2 separate regions of the Sus scrofa genome follow, and region 1 is linked to region 2. Evidence: chromatin contacts called from public Hi-C data. All regions are on one chromosome and are shown on one strand. Each heading gives the region's core, a stretch centred on a gene start, on an enhancer-like site or on the middle of the called end of the contact. The rest is flanking DNA. Distances are from core to core; before and after follow the strand shown. Region 1 holds the start of SIRT4 (sirtuin 4). Region 2 overlaps PXN (paxillin).

The links. A called contact is a pair of places that touch in the nucleus more often than the background predicts.
Region 1: a contact with region 2 is called in a Hi-C map of skeletal muscle, with 3 times the contacts expected there. The contact joins the promoter of SIRT4 here to the enhancer-like site in region 2. A contact is called at or near these places in 1 of 5 promoter capture datasets (liver), 18 of 47 Hi-C or Micro-C datasets (adipose tissue, blood, fibroblasts and 6 more) and 2 of 2 datasets of contacts at active chromatin or transcription factors (alveolar macrophages and skeletal muscle).

Annotation. Positions count from the first base shown.
Region 1 is chr14:40,286,226-40,291,589 of Sscrofa11.1, forward strand. It overlaps SIRT4 (sirtuin 4), which reads left to right and starts at 4,063. Exons shown (of 5, transcript NM_001114270.2): 1 at 4,063-4,121. LOC102165911 (a long non-coding RNA gene) reads right to left here. Exons shown (of 4, transcript XR_002338550.1): 3 at 3,687-3,734; 4 at 278-710.
Region 2 is chr14:40,247,068-40,253,141 of Sscrofa11.1, forward strand. The region is part of intron 1 of PXN (paxillin); the gene reads right to left. Among named protein-coding and RNA genes, the nearest start is that of RPLP0, 26 kb to the left of the region's middle. Within about 2 kb of position 1,339, at least 44 of the 83 cell types and tissues checked have an H3K27ac peak or open chromatin away from gene starts, as enhancers often do. A contact at or near this core is called in adipose tissue, alveolar macrophages, liver and 5 more, where this site is marked.

The DNA.
Region 1 (5,364 bases), core at 2,813-5,312, 42 kb after region 2:
TGTCCATCTCCCTTCTGATCATTTTAGAAAGTAATAAGATGAAATACTTTCTTTGATTGTCGTCTACTTCGGGGAAACCAGACCCTCCTTCACTGCTATAACCAAAAGTATACTCCGCGTAGCGCGCAGCAGCCGAACTACACTACACCCCTCCCAATCTTAACTTAAACGATTCCGGGGGGGAAAAAAAACAAAAACAGCCTCCCCAGTCTGTAACAGTACCACAGCACCTTAACCACATATTTACAAGCCATTTTAATCTCTTTTTGAGAACACCTTTATTCAGTCTCCGTAGAGACTGTCAAAAATTGCCAATGCCGACTATATTTCAAGTCGTCATGGCGGGGTATTGGGAAAAGTTTTCAATTAGCAATAATCGCGCCTCGGATAAACCTCATTGGCTACGATACTGCCACTGCGCAAAGCTGACAGACTATCGCACGAACCCTGATCCCCATGGATGACAACTACCCTTTCAGTGACGGTGAGCAATCGCCAGCGAGTTCGTGGACATGAAGCGTTTCTCTGAGAGCAGTTATGTCTAAGACTCGTCTGCATGGGGGGCTTCTTCTTGTTGGAGCATCTCTTGCCGAACATTCATATTTTAGAAACGAGAGCTCATTTGCGGGGAATGCTGGGGGATTTCATGCAAATTAGCATGACGCCATAGAGCCGATCTGCTTACGACTTGAACTCCTAAGAAACAGCGGCTGGAAGACAGAGAAAACGAGTAAACCGAATAGGGTGGTGGGGAGGCTGTGTCCAGCGTGGGGAGGGGATCATCTTCAGTAAAGAAGATCTCAAATGCGAACGTGACCAATACAAACAACACACAACTGTGTGAGAAATTGGATAACAGACACACCAACAAGATAAAAGAATAAAAAACAAAACAAAACACCCCATCAAGCTAAAAACCGGAAGTGCAAAACACTTCCTCGCCACCTGAATAACAAAACGGTGAACTCCAAAACGAAGATAAACACGAAGACACTCTGACCGCCGAAGCTTTCTTTTCAACTTACATGATTCAGTCTCCGCAGAGACTGTCAAAAATTGCCAATGCCGACTATATTTCAAGTCGTCACGGCGGGGTATTGGGAAAAGTTTTCAATTAGCAATAATCGCGCCTCGGATAAACCTCATTGGCTACGATACTGCCACTGCGCAAAGCTAAAGAGTACCGCCCACTACTCATCACTCCCAATAAGTAAGGTTCCTATTACAGAAAGGTGAGTTTTAGTCTCCGGGAAAAACCCTCAATTATTGATTGGCTGAAATTATAAAACTATATAAAGCTCCCTTTCGGAAATTATATATTGTTTCTTAATATTCAGTTGCTTGATTTCACTTAGTTTTTTTTTTTTAAGTGGCGATGAAGCAAAGCATTGTGGGAGGGAACATGCTAATACACAATTTACACAATGAATGAGGACGATGAGAAATGTCTCAGTTGCTGTTCACTTGGCTCCTGATTCGCTGTGTAACCTCTCCAAAAGACTTGGGGTTGTTTGTTTGGTTGGGGTTTTTTTGTTTGCTTTTTTTAGGACTGCACCTTCGGCATATGGCAGTTCTCAGGCTAGGCGTCAAACTGGAGCTACAGTTGCCAGTCTATGACACAGCCGCAGCAACCCAGGATCTGAGCCGAGTCTGCAATCTACACCACAGCTCACGGCACGCCGGATCCTTAACCCACTGAGTGAGGCCAGGGCTCGAACCTGAGTCCTCATAGAAGCTAGTCAGATTCGTTAACCGCAGAGCCACGACGGGAACTCCTGTTTGGTTGGTTTTAATTGTGATAAAATATACATAATGTAAAATTAACCATTTGAACCATTCCTAAGTGTTCAGTTCAGAATAATATATTTACACTGTTTGCAACCATTACCACTGTACATCTCCAGAAATTTTTCATCATCCCAAACTGAAACTGTACTCCTTAACAATACTAACTCCCTGAGTTCCCTTTGTGGCTCAGCAGTTAAGGAACAAGAATAGGGTCCATGAGGATGAGGGTTCCATCCCTGGCCTCTGCTCAGTGGGTTAAAGATCCTGCATTGCTATGAACTATGGTGTAGGTTACAGACATAGCTTGGCTCCTGCCTTGCTGTGGCTGTGGTGTAGGCCAGCAGCTACAGCTCCCATTGGACCCCTAGCCCTGGAACTTCCACATGCCAGAAGTGCGGCCCTAAAAAGACAAAAAACAAAAACAAAAAACCACCAACTCCCCATTCTTCCCTCCCCAGGGCCCTGGCAACTTCTATTCCACTTTCTACGAATTTGGTCTCTCAGTACCTCAGATAAAATAATCGCGTAATTATTTAATCTTTTGTGCATGGCTTATTTCATAGAATGTTTTTAAGCCCATCCATGTTGTGGTATATTTCAGAATTTCATTCCTTTTTAGGGCTGATATTCTATCGTATGGAATTTTGTTATCCATTTATTCTTTGATTGACAGGACATTGCTTCCACGATTTGGCTGTAACAATACTTCCATGAACAGCAGCACAGAGATATCAGTCTGAGTCCTTGTTTTCAATTCTTTTGGGTGTATCTACCTAGAAGTAGAATATCTGGATCATGTGGTAATTCTCTGTTTAACCTCAAAGGGTTTTCTGTAGACACCTTAATTCAGAGGAGAGAGGCTGAAAGAGGCTATTTCCACAGAAATGCCCACAATTCATGAGTTTGAAGTTACTTTCACTCTCATTGCCTTGGCAAGTCAAAAGCTACTAGAAACATGTGCCTAGACTTGGTTCAGCTCTGAACTATATTCTCCAAAAGACTTGTTTTTTGCTACTAAATAAGATGCAAATAGTAGTCTCCAAGAAAATGACATTTCCTCCAGCATTTTATTATGAAAATTTTAAACATGAAACATTCAAAGTATTGCTTAATGACCATTTATGTAGTCATTGACTAGATGTAAAAAAATGACATAAGGAGTTTCCATTGTGGTTCATCAGGTTAAGAACCTGACTAGTATCCATGAGGATGCAGGTTTGGTCCCTGGCCTTGCTCAATGGATTAAGGATCCAGCATTGTCACAAGCTGTGGTGTAGGCTGGCAGCTGCAGCTCTAATTCAAGCCCTAGCCCAGGAACTTCCTTATGCCACAGGTGTGGGACTAAAAAGGAAAAAAACATGACATAAAAGGTCTGTTTGATGCTGATGGGTAATTAATTTTTTTTCACATCCATAACTGCCAGGGTGGGGGGGGAATACTAGCAATTTGATTAATTTAGAGTAATTTACTTTGATCCAATCAAGAACTTTGTCACTAATTTGTGGTGTGGTCGAGTCATGAGAAATAAAAAAACTAGGATCATCCAAAGAATTTCTCAGCCCTTGAGAATGTGTTTTTTTTTTGGCTTTCTGTCTTTGTAGGGCTAAACCCACAGGCATATGGAGGTTCCCAGGCTAGGGGTCCAGTTGGAGCTGTAACCACCGGCCTATATCACAGCCCCAGCAACATGGGATCCGAGCTGCATCTGTGACCTACACCACAGCTCACAGCAACACTGGATCCCTAGCCCACGGAACGAGGACAGGGATCAAACCTGTGTCCTCACACACGGATGCTGGCCAGGTTTGTTAACTGCTGAGCCATGGAAACTCCAAGAAAGTCTTGATTGGTGGCTCAATACACCCTGTCAGAATCTATCAAGGGAAATTGTGATTCACCAGCTGTCTTGGGTAACTTCATCCTCCATGGATGACTTCCCAGCGGCCCTGAAAAGAAAAAAAAAAAAAAATCTAGATCCAGTATTAAAGCTTCTAGCTTAAGAGAAAATGAATTCCTAAGTTATTGCTATTTGGATGTACTACATTGCACCCAGGACAGTAGCGTCCAAGCTCTTAACCACTTCTCAAACAGATGATAGGCTTGTTGGCTTTGGAAAAGCACACTTTGCAAACGAAGGTTGGAAACCTCTGACCAGAATGGGCCGACAGAGGCGCTATGGGACAATATGGGGCCCTCAAATGGGAAGCCCATAGAATTGTGGGACTTGTAGTTTTTTTTGCATCATTTCGGCTTCATGCACTACATTTCCCAAAATGCAAATATAGTCAGTCAGTCCCACTGCCGGGTGTGGAGTGTCCCTTAAACTGTGAAAGGTAAGTGTGTTCTGTTCAGGCTGCAGGTTTCTAAAAATTGTGGATTTCTCGTAAGGGATACCATTTCTCTTCTTTGCCCTTTGGTGGGAACTGGGAGACAGCAGCTGTTCCAACAGAGCGTTTTCAAAGGGATTTCCCAAGCCCTTTGGTCTCAGGAATCCAGATTATGTATTTGTCTAGCTGTTCACGTGTTGCTGTGGTGTGTCAAGGAGAAATCAGAGTCCTGATCCCAGATTTGGAAAGCTCAGCATGAAATAATGTTTACATATGGGGTACACGTCACTAGAGAATTTCTGCATTTGACCATGCAATATGTCAAAGCCTTGTTTTCACAACTAGAAAAGGTGGAGTAGATATTCCCTTGTGGCACAGCAGGTTAAGGATCCAGCCTTGTCACTGCAGTGGCTCAGGTTGCTGCTGTGGTGCAGGAACTTCCACATGCTGCAGGCATGGCAAAAAGAAAAAGAAAAAAAGAAAGAAAGAAAGAAAGACAAAAAGGCAAAGCAGGAGTTCCCATCGTGGCTCAGTGGTTAACGAATCCGACTAGGAACCATGAGGTTGTGGGTTTGATCCTTGGCCTAGCTTAGTGGGTTAAGGATCCGGTGTTGCCATGAGCTGTGGTGTAGGTTGCAGACACAGCTCTGATCTGGCGTTGCTGTGGCTGTGGTGTAGGCCGGCGGCCGTAGCTCTGATTAGACCCCTAGCCTGGGAAGCTCCATATGCTGCAGGTGCGGTCCTAAAAGGACAAAAAGACAAAAAAATAAAAAAATAAAATAAAATGGGAAGTAGGTTTATGGGACACACAGTTCCCCCAAGGGGTGTTATTAACTAAAAATATAAATGTATTCCTCTGATAGAGGCATCTTTAGATGTCACAAGTGGATTAACACCGAGCTATTGACGGTCTTAAAAGATACTGGGGTAGGCCATTAACCTTTTGAAGTTTATAAGAAATTCATTGCTGACCAGCCAGGTGTTACTAGGAGAGACAGAATAGGCCTAATGTTATGCTAGAATTGTGCTTTATCAATTTTTTTTCGCTTTTTAGGGCCATACGTGCGGCATATGGATGTTCCCAGGCTAGGGGTCGAATTGGAGCTGTAGCTGTCAGGTCTATGCCACAGCCACAGCAATGCCATATACTTAACCCACTAAGCAAGGCCAGGGATCGAACCTATGTCCTCATGAATACTAGTCAGATTCGTTACTGATGAGCCACAATAGGAATTCCTGTTTTATCAGT
Region 2 (6,074 bases), core at 89-2,588:
GAACAGCCGAATGACAGAGGGACGGCGTGAGGAGGAGGAGAAAGGTGGGAAAGTAACTGTGACCAGAGAAAACAGGCCGTGAGCAGAGACCACAGCCTGTGCTAGGATGCTGTGACGCCAGGCCCAGGCTGCTGGGTGCCCGTCGTCATCGTCAGGTAGAACCACCTTTTGGGGTCGTCTTCTCTATCTGTAAAATGGGCAGAACCCAATTTGCTCCCATGCCTGGTAGCAAGCTCTGAGGGGGAGATAACATAATTTCAGGTGAGATTTATACAGAACCTTTAGAGTTTGTCTAAATCCAAGATATCTCTATTATCCAAATCCCAGACAGGAACTGCTTTCCTAAGGGGATGGATGAGAAACAATCAATACTGTAGTGTCATTTAAATATTTAATAGCCATGCCTGGAGGTTATAAAGACTCAGCCACCACTCTCCTTTGCTGACTCATGCCTCCTCAACAGGAACTGTCATTTTACTCTCAGCCCTGAAGGAAGTGTGGGCCGGGGGTGACACACAGGAAACCAGGGGAGAAGGCCAGAGTCTTCCAATCTGCTGCTCAGAGGGCTGGGAGGTGGCCCTTTCTTTCCTGGACTGCCCAGATGCCTTAGGAGGGCGGGGTCCTGTCTGCCCTGCTAGCAGGGGCTGACACAGCCTGAGTGTGCCGACAGGTTGGCTTTTTGCTGGGTGCCTGGCTGGCACCCAAGGTCATAGGTAACCAGACACTTGAGAGAATAAAGGCAGAAAGGCAACTCCGGAGGTCACCCTGAGCTCCAGGCAGAAGCCTAACTGTGCCAGGCCCTGTCTACAGCACCAGCACACACACAGAGCCCCCCATGGACCAGGCCCCAGGCCTCTACAGCTTCCCCATCCATGGGGCTCTGGCAGGTTAAGCAGCAGCAGGTGAGACAAGTTGCCCAGGTACACTCTGCCCACCCCTACCCCCCACAACGGGCACAGCAGTGGGCCAGGCTGACAGGCCAGCAGAGTCTCACTTCTGTTGTCAATAACACATCTCTGGGTCCAGGATCGGCAGGCCCCGCCCTCCCCCAGAACGCCCAGAACACTGGATGCATTTCATTGGTCAGAGTCATCCACCTCTTCAGGTCACCCAGCGACTTCTGGACTTTTTAAGGTCACGCCTAGGGTCCAACTCCAGGTCCATCCCCGTGGTTCCTTCACAGGGTGAAACGTGGATTAACAAAAAAAAATCTGACTGCCTGGAAACCAGGAGGCATAGGGGCTGGGGTTTTTCTCAGCTATTCCACATTCACTCCAATCCGTTCCTGCAATCTGGGCTCTTTGAGGCAAGTCCGCCTGTTGCACAGCAGGGCGGCTCCGGGGGCCTCTCACCCCTGCTAATCATCAGCAGAGGTTAGGAGGGGCTCCAAGTGACTCAGCCACCCTACACAGACCCAAACACAAAGTTCAAAAGTTTGCCTGTTCTAGGAATGAGCTTCAGTCTTCCTGATGTTTGTGGATCTCACAGCGCTAGTTACCCACTCTTGGCCAATAAGTTCTAGTGAATACGGCTCAAAAGGCCTCGGAACAGGTCCCAGCTCCCCGATCAAGCATCTGGGCCACCTCCCGATCCTGCGCTCTCTTGCCAGGCCCCCTTCCAGCTCCCACATTTCCTTGTCTCTGAGTGTCACAGGTTCTTCCTTCCTTCCCAGGAGCCTCCCCTTTCCTGGCCTCCCTTTCTTTCCATCACAGGAAGCCAACAACTTGGACTGGCATCAAATCTTCACTCAGCCCCTTCTCAAACCCCTGCCCTGGCTTCCCCTGCTCTAGCTCTGGCAGCAGACCCCCGAAATCCCACCTCTTCTGTGTGCATCCACTAACTAGACACTTGCCCTCTGAAGGCAGGAACCTCCCTCCCCCTTGCTAGATCCACAGCACCATGAACATCCTCATGAGCCTCTGGATGCAAGCAAGGGGGATGGCCCCTGCTGCCTACAGGACACAGGAGGAGACTGAAAGCCCTGGGCTTGGCACTGTGGTCCGGAGCCTCTCAGAAAATGATCCCAACTAGCCTTTACCTCCTGCCCAGGCCTGCTCTCTGCAAACTGCCTCTCTGGTCAAAGGGGACCCCTCCTCCCTTTATTTATTCAAAATACTGACATGTCCCCCTCCCCCACCATCTATAGGGATGTCCATACTCTCAGGGGGCGGATGGCGGCCAGGGGCACAGGAACACCATCTGATGGGATCAAACCGCCTCAGGAACAAAAAATTGAAACCACTGCTTTAAATTAAAAGGCTACTTCATGGGAGTTCCCGTCGGGGCACAGTGGTTAACGAATCCGACTAGGGACCACGATGTTGCGGGTCTGATCCCTGCCCTTGCTCAGTGGGTTAAAGGATCTGGCATTGCCATGAGCTGTGGTGTAGGTCGCAGACTCGGCTCGGATCCCTTGTTGCTGTGGCTCTGGCGTAGGCCGGTGGCTACAGCTCCGATTAGACCCCTAGCCTGGGAACCTCCATATGCCGCGGGAGCGGCCCAAGAAATGGCAAAAAGACAAAAAAAAAAAAAGGGGGGGCTACTTCATGGAGTCAAATACAAAATGCAAATGAACTGCAAGATAAGAAGTGAGGCTTCAAAGAGACTCTTGGCATGTGCACGTGGGAGCTCAGGGTGACATTTAAGTAGCACCACAAAGCCGTCTTACCATACCAGAGACTTGGCCGCTCTGGTGGTATTAGGAGCTGTGATGGTCACCTAGCTCTTTGTACCCTCCTGGTATCCTGCCCATGTGGCAGTGTGGCTCAGTGGAAAGAACGGACCTCCAAGTAGAGAGGGGGACAGTTCAAATCTACACCACTCACTCGCCTGGGTGGCAATTCTGGGCTTTAGTTACTCAGACACCTCATAGAGCACAGGGTGAGTAATCAATGAAAAAGTATACAAAAACCACCACTCCTGCTGGGGAGAGCCTCCTGGGCCTCCTGCTGTCATACAAGGAGGCACTCAGTAAAGAAACCCATCCTGACACCAACTTGCATCTCCCTAAGGACACGATGGGGAGGGAGTGGAGCCAGGGACTGTGGCCAGGAATCTTGGGAGCTGTGACAGGTCTGTCACTAACTTTGGCCCCCTTGCTGAGCAAACCACTGACCTCACCCTTCTGTGCCTCCAGTTCATTCCAAGTCCTCATCAGCTGAGCCCAGAAGCTTCCTACTCATTCTCTTGCAAGGACGAAGGCAAGAGAGAAGCTGCAGGGCTCTAGCCCCCCCCAACCCCCGACCCCTACCCCACACCAGCTCTGCCACCTGCTGGGAAGTCACCGTTGTCTGAGAGTCCTGTGGCTTCGAACCTGGAATCATGTCAATAGAAGGAGCTGGCTAAGCTTCTCAGAAGCTCCCTGCCTCTGACCTCCCAGAGGAGAGAAGCCTCTGCTCCTGCCACCTAGGCTCCGAACCCCGCAGAGTTTTACGAAGGGACCCAAAGACAGAGCTGCAAGGCCAGAAAGAAGCTTAGAAGGGGGACATAGGGAGAGACAGAGATGTGAAATAATCCTTACTGAGCATCTACCAGGAGGCTGACCTCACAACCTCATTTTCTAGATCGGGGCAAAGAGGCTAAGAGATGCCTGATTAAGGGTGCTCTGCAGGCCAGCAGAGTTCCCCACCCCACGAGAATAGCTCATTCATGTTCTTCCATGATACCCCTGGGAAAGGAATATTGCTGCCAGCAGCTGTCCCTCGCTCTGTCACCACTCTCCACACTCTCTGTTTCAAAGCCTCAGTTTCTGGAGCTCCTGGAACAATCCAAGAAGGCTGGCCCCTAGCATGCCCTCCACCCTTTCTTTCCCCCTCAGCCGGGGTGCTGAGCCACAGATGAGCCCCTAGTGGTGGCATGGGGAGCTCCATGTTCCAGGCTAACTTGCTGCCTGGTGGGTCGACTTGCAAGAGTGTTTCCCCGCTGTGCCATGCTAGGGCCCACCTGAACAGTGTGATGCAAGACAGGGTCACCCCAGGCACTGAGGACCTCCCTCCCTTACTACCCCATGGATTTCTTATCTGGACATAGGGAGGGGCCTGGGCCATGGTTCTGGTTCTGGGGCACAGACAGATCACTGGCTCCCCAGAATTAGGCAGAAGCAGCATGAGAGTCATCAGGAGACAGACAGGCAGTCAGAGCTCCACTGAAGGCACCTAATGACCAACTGGGGGAGGGACAAAGGATCTTGGGCCTGATGTGTGATCGATCAGCCTGAGGCGTGCCACCACCTGTCCTTAGCTAAGGATCATAAAGTACTTACTTTTCAACTTATTTGCTTTTACTTTTCAAAAATAAACTGAATGAGTTCCAGATGACTCTATGACTGTCAGTCCCACTCACACAAGATCCAATATGCTTGCTTTTTTTTTTTTTTTTTGTCTTTTTAGGGCCACATCCGCAGCTTATGGAAACTCCCTGGCTACAGGCTGAATCAGAGCCATAGCAATGCCAGATCCTTAACCCACTGAGTGAGCCAGGGATCAAACCCGCATCCTCATGGATACTAGTTAGGTTCTTAGCCTGCTGAGCCACAAGGGGAATTCCCGATGTGCTTTCTTGAGCGAGAGAGTGAGGAGGTGCTCAGAATCCCAGGCTGCGTCCTCGGTTAGGATGGGCAGTTCGTGATCCTTATCTGCCACAAATGTCATGTGGAGGCTATGACACTGCAGAACACAGCTGGAACTGCTATTTGACATGGTCAAGAGCAGAGAAGGGGCAGGTGGGGCAGGAAAGAGCCAGGACCAGCAGCCTCCAAACTGACCCTCGATGACACTTTTACTTCCCAAGAAGTACCTACACCATCTGGCCCTGACCTTTCTAGTCTCACAAATTTGGAAGCCATTTGCTTGGTTTGGGGCAAGACAAGATTTTTGGGCCACATGACTGACAGCACCTCCAGAGTAAGGGGGGAGCCCCAAGTCTTGTTCCTGTCCCTCCAAAGCACCCCACACAGGCCCTGGTGGGATGGTGTCACTCATCTACAAAGGAGGGCAAGACAGATTTCTCTGCAAGCTCAGATCCTTGTCGACTCTCTGTGTTGGGAACTCAGCCTCTTCCTTGACCGGGAGGGAGCAGATAGAGGACACAGTCCTTGGGGCTCTGGCTAACCAGAGTCACACTGGGAAACCACACGAGAAAGAAAGGAGGGAAAGACCTTCCTAAAAGGAAAAGCACCCAGGGAAGGGACTCCTCTGGACTGTCAGTCTTGCTAGCAGGGCTCACATGCAGAGAAAAAAAGTGCAGAGGAGGGGGAACAGAACCAAAATGAGATCCTGTAGTCCGCCAGCAAGAAGCCCACCAGACCCAGAGCAGAGGCAGGTTCTCTCATGGGAGAACCGAACAGCACGGTCTGTGTCTGAGGGGGGCTCACGTGGCAAAGGGTCCCAGGTCACAGCTTGGCATGGCTGAGCTGGCCTCCCTCCACCAAGCCCAGCTGGTTACCTCAGGAGATTGATGGGGGGAAGGAGAAGGAGCCATCTCAGCCCTGCTTTGTGTTTTACTGGAGTTGACATCTGGGGCTCTGGGAATCCAACCCAGCAGAGCCAGGACAGATGGCAAAAGCAGTACCCAACCATAATGTCCCAAAACATCACTCAAGAAGTCCCCAATGTCCACAGAGTATTCCAAAAGTCTGTCTGGAAATCAGTTTGGTTTTTTTTGTTTGTTTGTTTGTTTTTGTCTTTTTAGGGCCACAGCTACAGTATACGGAAGTTCACAGGCTAGGGGTTGAACTGGAGCTCCAGCTGCCAGCCTACACCACAGCCACAGCAATGCCAGATCCGATCTGCATCTGCAACCTACATCGCAGCTAATGGCAACGCCAGATCCTTAACCCACCGAGGCCAGGGATCAAACCTGCAACCTCATGGATACTAGCTGAATTCATTACCGCTGAGCCACAAAGGGAGCTCCCTGGAAGTTAGATTTTGAACTGTGGAGACTGTCTTCTTTTGGGTGACAGTTCAGGTAGACCATTTCTATCACTCAGTCCATGAGACATGCCAGGTTCTGCAGTTTGCTAAGAATGCCTTCTCACTCTGAGGGGCCGAGGACCAGAGGCCAGAGGAGGGGGA